2 separate regions of the Astyanax mexicanus genome follow, and region 1 is linked to region 2. Evidence: chromatin contacts called from public Hi-C data. All regions are on one chromosome and are shown on one strand. The core of a region is the stretch at or near the end of the contact, and the rest is flanking DNA. Distances in the headings are between cores, read along the strand shown.

Evidence for each region. A called contact is a pair of places that touch in the nucleus more often than the background predicts.
Region 1: a contact with region 2 is called in a Hi-C map of blood, with 2.2 times the contacts expected there. The contact joins the enhancer-like site here to the promoter of hpdl in region 2. A contact is called at or near these places in 2 of 3 Hi-C or Micro-C datasets (blood and muscle).

What each region holds. Positions count from the first base shown.
Region 1 is chr15:18,382,878-18,389,015 of AstMex3_surface, forward strand. It overlaps LOC103043993 (C-terminal-binding protein 2), which reads right to left. Exons shown (of 10, transcript XM_022666037.2): 10 at 4,997-6,138. Among protein-coding and RNA genes, the nearest start is that of zranb1a, 34 kb to the left of the region's middle. Within about 2 kb of position 1,839, the one cell type or tissue checked has an H3K27ac peak away from gene starts, as active enhancers do.
Region 2 is chr15:18,347,162-18,353,171 of AstMex3_surface, forward strand. It overlaps hpdl (4-hydroxyphenylpyruvate dioxygenase-like), which reads right to left and starts at 1,647. Exons shown (of 5, transcript XM_022666034.2): 1 at 1,001-1,647. The coding sequence starts at 1,638. zranb1a (zinc finger, RAN-binding domain containing 1a) reads left to right here and starts at 4,391. Exons shown (of 11, transcript XM_049464734.1): 1 at 4,391-4,691.

The sequences.
Region 1 (6,138 bases), core at 589-3,088, 36 kb after region 2:
GGGCATTTCTACTGGTATATTCACCATCATATTCTGAAACAATATAAAGAACAACCGACAGATTCACATTTGTGGTGTAAAAGTGATAATGTACACTGCTGATATGCACGTCATTGGACAGGAACCAGTTTTGTGTCTCATTACTTTTTTTGTCATGTTCTATAAAAGTGAGAGAAAACTGTGGTGGAATATGGGGAAGATGATCTGGCACAAAGCACATGCATACAGAAAAATAGACATATTAAATAGGTTTCGTGATCTGACCGTTCACATTCCTGTTACGCGCCTATAAATCGGATTAAAAGTGACTTGAATCAGATTTGAAAAGACTGGATTTGCAAAGTCCACACAGCCCTGAATAAATCAGGTTTATGCAACACTGAGGCAGAAAGTCAGATTTGAATCACTTAAGTCTGATGAGGTGAATGCAGTCAAAGACTGTGTTCAGACTGCCTGCACATACCTGTTTCCAGATTATCCAGATTAGATGTTTGTAGTCTGCACAGCAAAAAAAAAAAAAAAAAAAAAAAAAGAAATCTAATCTGATTTTGGAATATCTAGATTTTATTTAGATAAGGTCTGACGTTCTCTATAGGAAAAAAAAAAAAAAAATTAAATGTTGAGCTAATTGGATCTAATTGGCCCTCCCAAAAACAGCCGCTGAAAATAGGATTATAGTGTTGCCATATACAGAGAGGCAGGGGTGTAGCAGCAAATTCTGGGCCCTGTACACTCTTAATGTCAGTGGGCTTCTATCCAGGCCAGTACACAAGAAACGTGAGCATAAAAAAAAAATAAAATAAAATAAAAAGTTAGGATTTTTCATGAGCCCCTCTTCTTCTCTGGCCCTGGAGAGTCTTTTCCCCCTCTACCACGCCCATGTGGAGTGCTACAGACAAGCTGCTCTCCAGCCCAGAAGGTTGATGAAAAAGCTTGCAGAACAGTAGATCTCAAAGCAAGTGGGTTCGAAAACGGGTGAAACGGAAACAGTTGGAAAATGAAAATGGGTGGGAAACGATTCAAACACACGGGAGAGAAGCACGAGGGGGGAGGAGCCAGGGAGAGAGGAGCAGGGGTGTATCAGCAAATTGAGGGTCCTGTACACTGTCGGTGTCAGTGGGCCCCTATCCACGCCAGTACACAAGGAACATGAGAGAAAAATGATCAGGATTTTCATGGGCTCCTCTCCGTACTTAGGCCCTGGGTAGGTTAGGTCCACTTTTCCCTTTTTTTGCTGATTTATTTGTATGTTTTTTGAGTTTCTTGAAGTTTATTTTTGCAGGATTTTTTTTATAAATTCTTTATATATACTATATTTATTGATTTTTTTTCACACAACACAGTTGTTCTATCAGTATAATTCTAATTTAACCAATGTAGGGTATTGAAATTAATCACAATTAGATAATCTCAATTAATTTACATAAGCAAAATATATTCTTCAATTATTATGTATAAGTTTGAAGACATAAACATTTTATATTTCTTTACTTAACATATCAAAAAAAAAATCTACTAAGTTAAGTGAGTAGTGTAGTGTCCACAGGTGTGAATATACAGGATGTACAGTAAAATGTCAGTAGAGTCCCCGGGTGTAGATGTACATGTTACAAAGTATGATTACAGTACAAACAAAAATAGGCTGTGATTTAAAAAAGCATATGAGACTTGTCTTCTCTCTTCCGGCTCCACTGGGAGGAGTCGAAGAGTCTGGTGGCTCTCGGAACAAAGGATCTCCTGAGTCTGTCTGTAGAGCCGCTCTGTGACAAGAACGTGCCACTGAAACTGCTCCTATTATCCATGATGGTGGAATGCAGTGGGTGACCATCATCATCCAAGATGGAGAGAAGTTGTGCAGTGTCCTCCTCTCTGCCACCATAACCACGGACCCCGCACGCCTGACCAGCTCGTCCAGAAGCTTGTCTCGTCCCTCTTCTTTATGCTTCCTCCCCGGCACACCACAGCAGAGAAAAGACAGCTTTACTCCTGATTCTGCGGTATTGTAAGAAGGCGGTTTTACACTTAGGAAGAAGTGTTGGAACAGATTAGTCGTGTGGATTACAATGTGTAGCTGAGTTGTCAGACTGGTCACTGGTTTTGTTTTCTTGGACACTTTTGGTAGATACTGTCCACTGCATTGCAGGAACATCCCACAAGATCTGCCTGATGGTCTGAAGATGTTCTGACCCAGTAGTCTAAAACATCACAGTTTGGTTCTTCTTGTTTGTTTTTTTCTGCTCTAACACTTCAACTTAAATAATTGACTGTTCCCTTGCTACCTAAATAGATTCCACCCCGATAATGAGTGTTTCACTTCACCTCATTATTGGCAGTGGTTCTAATATTATGGTCGACTTTCTTTATACGATTTTGAAACAGATCTGGAACGTTCCCTTATCCCTTACGATTTAGTTAAAAAAATTTAGGATTCAACCATTAGTTTCTGAGGGGATTAGCAGTCTGATGCACCGCCTTGTGGCCGTTTGTGTTTATTACAGGCGAGATGAGATTTAAAGTTTAAAGGCTAGGTGTCGCTACCACATAAACCCAATCTAAAAACAGTTGCCAGGTTTGCGTTTTTTTCCGCCAAATTGGGCTTGTTTGAAAATCCAGTCTGGGCAAAAATTCAGGGTGGGTGAAAAATGATGAAAAATGTTAAAGATGTTAAAAGAGGAGAGGAGGGAGTTCAGGCGGGACAAGAACAGTCAGGCAAAAGTCAGGTTTATTTTCTAATTGTGTTACTATTAAATATTTTGACTGGTATATAAAACTGTTATGAAAAGAACTAATAAAACACTAATGTTACAATATTATTAATTTAATATAAATATCAGTGTTGATAATAAATCCCCAATAAACAAAATACTAAGTCATAGTACTTACACTCATAGTTGTTTTGCCATTTGCTTCAAACAAGTGATAGACATACATTTTGGGCAAGTTTAAGCTTCTGAAGGGCGGGTTTTAGACTGACTTTGGGCTGGATATTTTTGTTGGATCTGGCAACCCTGCCTACATTAATGTTCCTGAGCGTTTAGGAAAACATAATGAAATGAAACATCAGTTTGAAAAATCTTAGTTTACACAATACAGTCAAAAATAGTAGAAGTAAAATGATGTGTAAATGATAGTACTCAAGAAAATATATTATTATGAGTGGTATATTTCATTATTTGTTTTATTATATAGTCTGTGGCCAGTGACTGCACATTTATTTCTCCTTCTGGCCCCCAACAAGAAAAGTTTAGACACCCCTGTTGTAGAAGCTCATCTGTTGCTCCAGTTTGTGTTGGTCATCCTCTAGTCCTTCGTCAGTGCCCACAAGATGCTGCCCAAGACTAAAGTGTTTAAAAACTCAGCACTGCTGTACCTAATTTATTAATGGCTGCACAACATATACAAACACACTAATCCACCACCATGTCAGTGTTGCTGCACTGCTGAGAATGCTGAACCCACCGCCCAACTATTACCTGCTCTGTGGTGGTCCTGTTGGGTCCTGCCCATTGAAGAAGTCTGTAATTATAGAAATACAGTGGCTTGCAATAGTATTCATCCCTTGAACTACTATTTTTTGAGATTTTAAGTGAAACAAAGTGCACAAAGTACTGCATAAGTGTGAAGTGGAATGAAAATGATAATAAATATCTGAAAAGTATATCTTAATACTTAGTAGAGCCACCACTCGCTGCAATTACAGCTGTAATTGCTTTGGGGTTTGTCTCCACCAGCTTTCACATCTAGAGACTGAGATTTTTACCCCATTCTTCTTTATAAATCAGCTCAAGCTCTGCCAAATTGGATGGAGGGTGTCTGTGACCAGCAATTTTCATGTCTTGCCACAGAAGCTCAATCCGATTTAAGACTGTGCCATTCTAATATTCTTCATTCAATATAATATTCTCTGATCTAAACCATTCCACTGTAGCTCTGTAGCGCTGTATGTTTAGGGTCATTGTCTTGTTGGAAGGTGAAACTCCTTCCCAGTCTCAAGTCTGTTGTTGCCTTCAACAGGTTTTTTTTTACAGAATTCCCCTGTATGTGTGTTAACTCCATGCATCTTCCTATTAACTCTGACCAGCTTTTCAGCTTCTCTGTCCCTGCTAAAGAAAAGCATCCTCACAGCATGATGCTGCCACCACCATGTTTCACAGTGGGGATGGTGTGTTCAGGGTGATGAGCAGTTCAAGAGCAACACTGGTCTCATCTGACCACAGCAACTTCTTCCACATGTTTGCTGCAACTGCAAAGAAGAATCCATTTGTTTCTTTAAACAGTGGATTTCTTGTCGACTATCTTCCATAAAGGCCATATTTGTGGAGAGCATGACTTATGATAGTTGTCCTGTATACAGATTCTCCCACCTGAGCTGTGGATTTCTGCAACTCCTCCAGATTGACCATGGGCCTCTTGGCTGCTTTTCTGACTGGTGCTCTCCTTGCTTGGTCTTTTAGTTTAGGTGGACTTTGGCCATGTCTTGGTAGATTTATAGAAGCAGTTGTAGAATACTTTTTCTATTTTTGGATGATGGATATTGATCCTTGGGATGCTGAAAACTTGGGGTATGTTTTTAGTAACTTAACCCTGCTATAAACTTCTTCTTTACAACTTTATTTTTGACCTGTCATGTGAGTTCCTTTGTCCTTGGTGATGCTGTTTGTTCACTAGTCGTCTCTAACAAACCACTGAGGTCGATACAGAACAGCTGTATTTATACTGAGACTAAATTACACACAGCTGGATTCTATTAACTGATTAAGTGACTTCTAAAAGCAGTTGACTGCACTGGATTTTATTTAGAGGTTTTAGGTTGAATACTTTTGCACCTTTTTTAAATTTTTATTTGATAAAATTTTTGAAAACCATGTATCATTTTCATTCCATTTCACACTTATGCAATACCTTGTGTTTGTTTATCACTTAAAAAAAATATTCCTCATAATAAATGATTAAATACCCTTTGAATAAATAAACCAGATGAAATGAGCACACAGGATTTCAGAACTGAATCTTTTATTTTGAACTGCACTGACTGCTAAATGTTCACCTTGTACAAGAAACAAATACAAATACTCACGCTAAAAACAAACAAAAACAAAACCAAGAAACAAACAAACAAACAAAATAAGAGTCATACTGTTGACCGGTGACCGGTTCTGCACTAGCGTCGCTCTAACGGCAGTTCTGCTGCTGCTGCTGTCTCTCAGAACCCTGACCTTCATCATCACCCCAACAAACAACAGAACAGAACAGAGAAAGAGCAGAGAGTGAGAAAGAGAGAGAGAGAGAGAAAGGAAGGAAGGAGTAAAAGAAAGGCTGGAGAATTACATCAGACTACGGGAGGAGGAGGAACGATCAGCTAGGCCATACAAATCTACCAGGACTGCAAAAACTCTTAATATTCTTATTTTTTTTATCCAAACACCCAAAACTGTGATGTCTGCATTATAAAAATACCACAATGGGGAAGAGAGGAAGAGGAGTAGGAAGGGATGAGGAAGAGGAGGAGAGTAAACAGTCAGACTACCTCAATTCATCTTTACTTTTTTTCTTTAAAACATTTTTTTTCCATGTTTTTTTTTTTTCGCACACAAAATTTCAGGGAAAAAAAGAAAAAGAAAACATTGTCTGCAAAAAAGTGTGTTTTTTTTTTCCTGAGTCATTGTGGAATGAAGTTAGCATTTAACACTTTAACCCTTTCCTGTTCTTCGTTCTCATGTCCAACGGTGGAAAAAAATCAACAAACAACCCACAACAATCTGAATTAACAAACTAAAAAAAAAGACAAAAAAAAAAACAAAGGAAAAAAAGGACTAAAATAAAACAAAAAACTAAAATGTGTCTGAAAACAAGCACTAAAAAAACAAAGCAAAAAAAAAAAAAAACAGTGGGTGAAACAAACCAACGTCCAGCAGAACTGAAGAAATGTCCTTGTTTTTTTGTTCAAAAATTCAATGGAAGTTGATTTAACAGTCCTGGAATCGTTGTGAAGGTCAACAGGTCAATTCCCGGCTGATTTGCTGCACACTAAGCACTTAAAGACGCCCCACTAACGAGTCCATTAATGAAGAAAAAGCTTTGGAAATCTTCTGATGGAGCATCACAACACGAGGAGGATCTCCAGAGCTGTCTGCTTCG
Region 2 (6,010 bases), core at 397-2,896:
ATTATTTGGAATATGGGACAAATGTTGTCCGTAGTTTGTAAAAAAAAAAAAAAAAAAAAAAATATTAAATGTTCATTTTACTCAAACATATACCTATAAACAACAAAAAAACTAAATACACCATACCAATGTCCCAGCAACACCCCAACAAATGTCTAAAACGCCATAGAAACCACCTAATAGCTACTTGGACATGCCCTAGCAACTGAAATCTGAAAAACCTGTAGCAATATCTAAACACCTCGCCAATCATTAACCAATATCTGGCTAAACCTAATATCTAAACACTTACCAGCTTCCTAGCAGTACCATAGCAAATACCTTAATAAACACCTAACAGCATCCTAGCAACGCCCTAGCAATTACCTTGAATACCATAGCAACTGCATGACATATTCAACATCTAGAGTAGAGTCTCCACAGGAGGTTCTGACCTGCTGATGAAGAACCTCTGGACTGTTGGTTCTGGTTCAGCTCTTGGACCGGTTGGTTGCTGAGATCCTGCTGAATGGCTTCTATGGTGCTTCAATACCGGTTTTATGCTGTTGTGTGAGTGTTTCTGTAATATTTTCAGGCTTTAATCTAGATGGTGGAACATTGAATTTGACTGTATTCAGCCGAGACAATGAGAGTATCGGTGGTGGCTAGCATCTGAAATACCCCTAGCATCCACCAAGTACACCATAGCAACACTGTAGCAATTGTCCAGCCTAATACCTTAACACCTGCAAGCTACCTAGCAGCACCACAGCAACTACCTAGAATACCATAGCAACTGCATAGCAACAACTTACCTCTCTAAAACGCCATAGCAACCACCTTGCAATATTTAAGCCTAGCAACAACCTAACTGTCTATTACCTCTTTAAGTATGCAACCACCAAAAACACCATAGGAATGACCTAGCAATACTATAGCAACCACTAATTACACCTTGGCAACCACCAAGCAATATCTTAGCAGCATGTCCTGCATCAGCAGGAGATTCTGAGGTTCAGACCTGCCGATGAAGAACCTCTGGAACCCAAAGTTCTCCTGGTACCACTTCATCACCTCTCCGGTGCTGCGTCTCGGACAGGCGAACGTCACGTGGTCGAAGTGAGTCACCGGGCATCGAGAGTCCGGTTCCGAGTCGGTTCCGTCCCCGACCCGCTGGAACCCCGGCAGAAACCCGCCCTGGTCCTGGTAACGGCTCCGGTCCAGCAGCGTGTGGCACACGTTTCCCACCACCGACCGAATCACGGAGTAGGTGACGGAGCCGCCCCCATCGGGGTCGCACACCTCCGTCGGGGGTACGAGCACGTCGCAGCCCCGGTCGCTCAGTCGCGCGCACGACTCGGTCACATCCTCCACCTCAAAGCACACGTTGCACGCGCTGTCCACCGCGTAGCACGGCCGCACGTCGTACAGGTACCCTTGCCCGTTCTCCTCCGCCTCCGTCCAGGTCACGCCGGTGTCGCGCCGCTCGTTCACGACGAACACGGCCGAGCCCTTCCTCAGCGCGAGCTGCCGCGAGCGGGCCGTGACCCGCGCGCCCACCGCCACGAACTGGAAGCGCGAGGCGAGCGCACCGGCCACACGTACAGCGTTAGACACGTGCAGGGAGACGTGATGGAGCCGGCACACGCGCGCAGCCATGATTGGTGACGTAACGAAGAGGCGGGGCGGGGCGATGAATGGGCCCCGCCCCGCCGACAACAAACAGAAGCCAAAACATTAGGACAACTTATCTGGGTGTTTGATATTTATTTAAACAATACCGAGAGATAACTATGACTAACTATGACTCTCCAGCTTAGCTCTCAAACCAGTATGTTGGAGTTTGATGGTTTAGCTGGTCAACAAGCATCATTAACCTGAAAAAGACAACCAGTATGACTGAGCTTGACCAGAATGACCAGTTCAAAATGACCACGTTGGTGTCATGAATATCTTAGCAACAACCTAGCAACTATCTGGAATACCATAGCATCAACAGATGCTCTCACTCTCTTGGCTAAATGCAGTCAAATCCTTACACCAATGTTCCACCATCTAGTGTAAAGCCTATCTGAAACATCATAAAAACCGCCTAGCAACATTATAAAAACTCTCTGAAAACACCACAAAAAAAAAAAAAAAACAATCAGCAAGATCTTAGCAACAGCTTTTGGCATCTGGGAACTTAGAACGGATATTTATCTAAAGGAGAGTGGTCCAAGAGCTGAACCAGAACCAACAGATCCAACCCAACCATATACAGTACCCATCCATTCATTCTGTTATTTATTCATTCATTCATTCACCCAAACTTCCACCCTATTGAACCATACACCAACCCTTCTACTCCATCCCAGAGTTTTCTGCCCTGTCAGTCCATCAGTTCAGTCATCTCTCATCCCTCTGTTTAGTCATTCATCTGTTTGTTCGTCCATCATCTTAACTCATTATTCATCAGTTCATTGTCCATCCATGCGTCCATAAATCTACTCCTTTATTAATTTAATCATCCATCCAGCCGTCCATCCATCCATCCATTTATCAGACTACTATCCACAATCTTTTAATGCATTTATTCATCTGTCCATCCGGGAATGATATCTGCTTGGTCTATCTGTCCAACAACCCCTGCACCAGTTCATATACCCAACCAACCCTTTTTTTGTCCCATGTCATATCACCTATACATATATACCCATTCATTCCTCCATATATCGACCCGCCCTTTTACTTATCTATCCAACATGAACAGCTGTAATACTGTAATACGGCTGTGTGTGATATATATTACAGTACTACAGCACTATGGTGCGTTACATATAACTTAACTATTGTGTGCTATACAGCTACGTTATAGTTATTTAAGGCTGAGAGCATTATATTATTGTACTACTGTATTGCTGTGTGCTTAACAGTAGTGCTACAGGATTAGCAGAGAAACAACCTTAAAACCCATAATGTTTCCACCTCCATGTTTGACAGTGCGGGCAGTGTTCTTTGGGTCATAGTCAGCATTTCTCTTTCTCCAGCACCTTCTTTCAATCACTCTCAGAATAATCCAGGTGTTCATTGGCTAACTTCAGATGAGCCTACACATCTGCCTTCTTAAGCAGAGGGACCTTGCAGGCACTGCAGGATTTTATTCCATTACGGCGTCATGTGCTACCAATGGTTTTCTTGCTGACTGTGGTCCCAGCTGCCTTGAGAACATTAACAAGTTCCCCCATTTAGTTTTAGGCTGATCTCACCTTCCTCATGATCAAGGATACCCCATGAGGTGAGGTGCCTGGAGCCTAAGGTCGATGTCGATTGACAGTCATTTTGTATTTCTTCTATTTTCTTTTTATAACAGTTATCTCCTTCTCACCCAGCGTGTTACTTATGGTTTTGTAGCCCATTTCAGCCTTGTCCAGGTCTATGATCTTGTCCCTGACATCCTTAGAAAACTCTTTGGTCTTGCTCATGTAAAGATTAGAGTCTGACTGATTAATTCATTCACTCACACTTCCACCCTATCTGACCATACACCAAACTTTCTACTCCCTCCCAGAGTTTCCTGCAGTTCAGTCATTTTTCCACCCCTTTGTTTAGTCATTCCTTCATCTGTTTAGCGTCCTTCCATGCATCCATAAAGCTACTCATTTATTAATTTATTCATCCACCCATTTACCCTTTCATATATATATATTAGGGATGTGCCACATCATATCGTACGCAATAATATCACCAACATTTTTTTATTATGGTAACAATATTAGACCCTGACATATTGTGCCATATCACCCATGACTAAATATCACATCAGGGTACTACTTGTTTTGCAGATTTTAGCAAAAGAAAAATTCACTCTGTTCTCATTTCCTCTGTCCAGTATCATTTATTTTACTTTACCCTGGATATATGGAGGTATATGGAGTGCATTATTATTAGTATCATGACATTCTAGATCATTGACTTCTGTCACAAATCTTATAAAATTCTTGTATTTTTTAATATTTCAGTTAGGGGTGTGCCATATTATATATCATATCGTTTGCAATAATAAAGTGTAATTTTCATTTTGTTGCAGTAGTGTATTTTTTCTATTCAGTGTTCTGTCATATCGCCAAGAGTATCGGTATCGGGAAAATACCATGAAATATCGTGATACTATTTTAGGGCCATATTGCCCACCCCTAATATGTATATATATATATATATATATATATATATATATATATATATATATATATATATATATATATATATAGGTATACAGTTCTACTGATGCACTGCTGTAAATCTGTGTTCAATGTTACTGTACTATTCTACAACCTTACCAGTGTATTGCTGTGTGTACTGTATACCGCTCAGCGTGTGTCTGTGTGTGATTGTGTGTGTGTGTGTGTGTGTGTGTGATTGTGTGTGTGTGTGTCAGATGACTGCATGTCGCTGAGCTTCGCCTCCTCTGAGGCTCTATTTTAGCTTCCCGTATCTCTCCGCCATTAAAGACTGGACACTAAATAACACTAAAGCTGCGGAGCGGCGGGTCCGGAGATGTGTTTAGGGCTAAGGGGGGCAGCAGGTGATCAGTTCTGATTAGTCAGAGAGGGGGTTTATCGATCAGGATATAAAATGTAAGATCGGGTAAAAGGTGGAAGAGCGGCTGTGGAGACTCGGGGAGAGAGAGAGAAAGACTAGCGAACAGCACTGAGGAGGGCGAGCAGGAGAAGGTGAGCGGTTTTACTCTTGTTTTTTTGTGTTTTTAGAGAGATATCCAGTGTTATCTGGATAACATAAGTTAGAGTCTAACAGGGCTGTGAGTTTTAATTCTGACCGTTTTAAAGGATCAGCGGGATTAAACCCGTCCTGCACTGCAGCTACTGCTACTAGCAGCCATGCTAATCACGGTAACGCTAGGTTAGCTAGCTGAGGTAATTGTAGAGAAAAGCAGAGGCAGTTATATTTCCAACACTGTTACCACCATTATTTATTCATAAACACACAGTCTAAAAGTTTATTTATCATCACTTTCTCTTATTATAAGCGAATATAGTGAATTAGTGAGCTGTCTGTGTTGTCTAGCTAGCCTTTAGCCCAGGTTTGTTTACCTCAGTGGCTTGTTTTGGTGGACACACTGTGGCTAGCTAATGCTAACAGCAGGACAGCGCAGAATACACCTAACCACTTAGCTAGAGTAGCTAACTAGTTACTAGCTATATAAACTAATAAACTAATATATATATATATATATATATATATATATATATATATATATATATATATATATATATATAAACCCAACTTTACGTATATAATTGCGTAGATTAATTATATATTTCTAATAATCTAATTAGTCTCTGTGTGAGAGAGAGTTGGGAAAAACATGTTCTTCTCAAAACTTTGAAAAAAACATTGATTTAATCTTTAACAAATGTGTGAGAAGTCAGCTGAGCGTCACAGCTGTTAATAATAGCCATAATTCAAAGAAAATAAGATTTTTTTTCGTGAGAACAGGTCAGTAATTTATAAACATTGGTATAATTATAAGAAAATAAATAATTAATTCAGTCAGTATTTCATTAACACGAGTTATATTACGAGAAAACAGGCGAATACAAGTCGTTATGAAATACAATTAATATAATTTAAAGGTCAGTTTCTCATTTCTGTAAATAAAAGCTCTAAATGACACTATTTTATTTGGAATGTGGGAGAAATGTCCGTATTTTATAGAATAAAACAACAATATTATTTTTTCTCAAACATATACCTATAAAAAGCAAAATTAGAGGAACTGATTTAGAAACTGAAGTGGTCTCTGGTTTTCAAAGCTGTATGCATTAAAAGTTAATAGTCAGAAGGCAGAGAATATAAGTAATTATTTCTTGAAAACTGGTTAGTATTTCATAAACATGGGTCCTATTCTAATAATAATTAAGTTTAAAAAACACCCAGTATCAAATTAATTCAGTCAGTATTTCATTAACACAAGTTATATTACGAGGAAACTGTGGAAGTCATTATTATGAAACACAATAAATATTGAGTC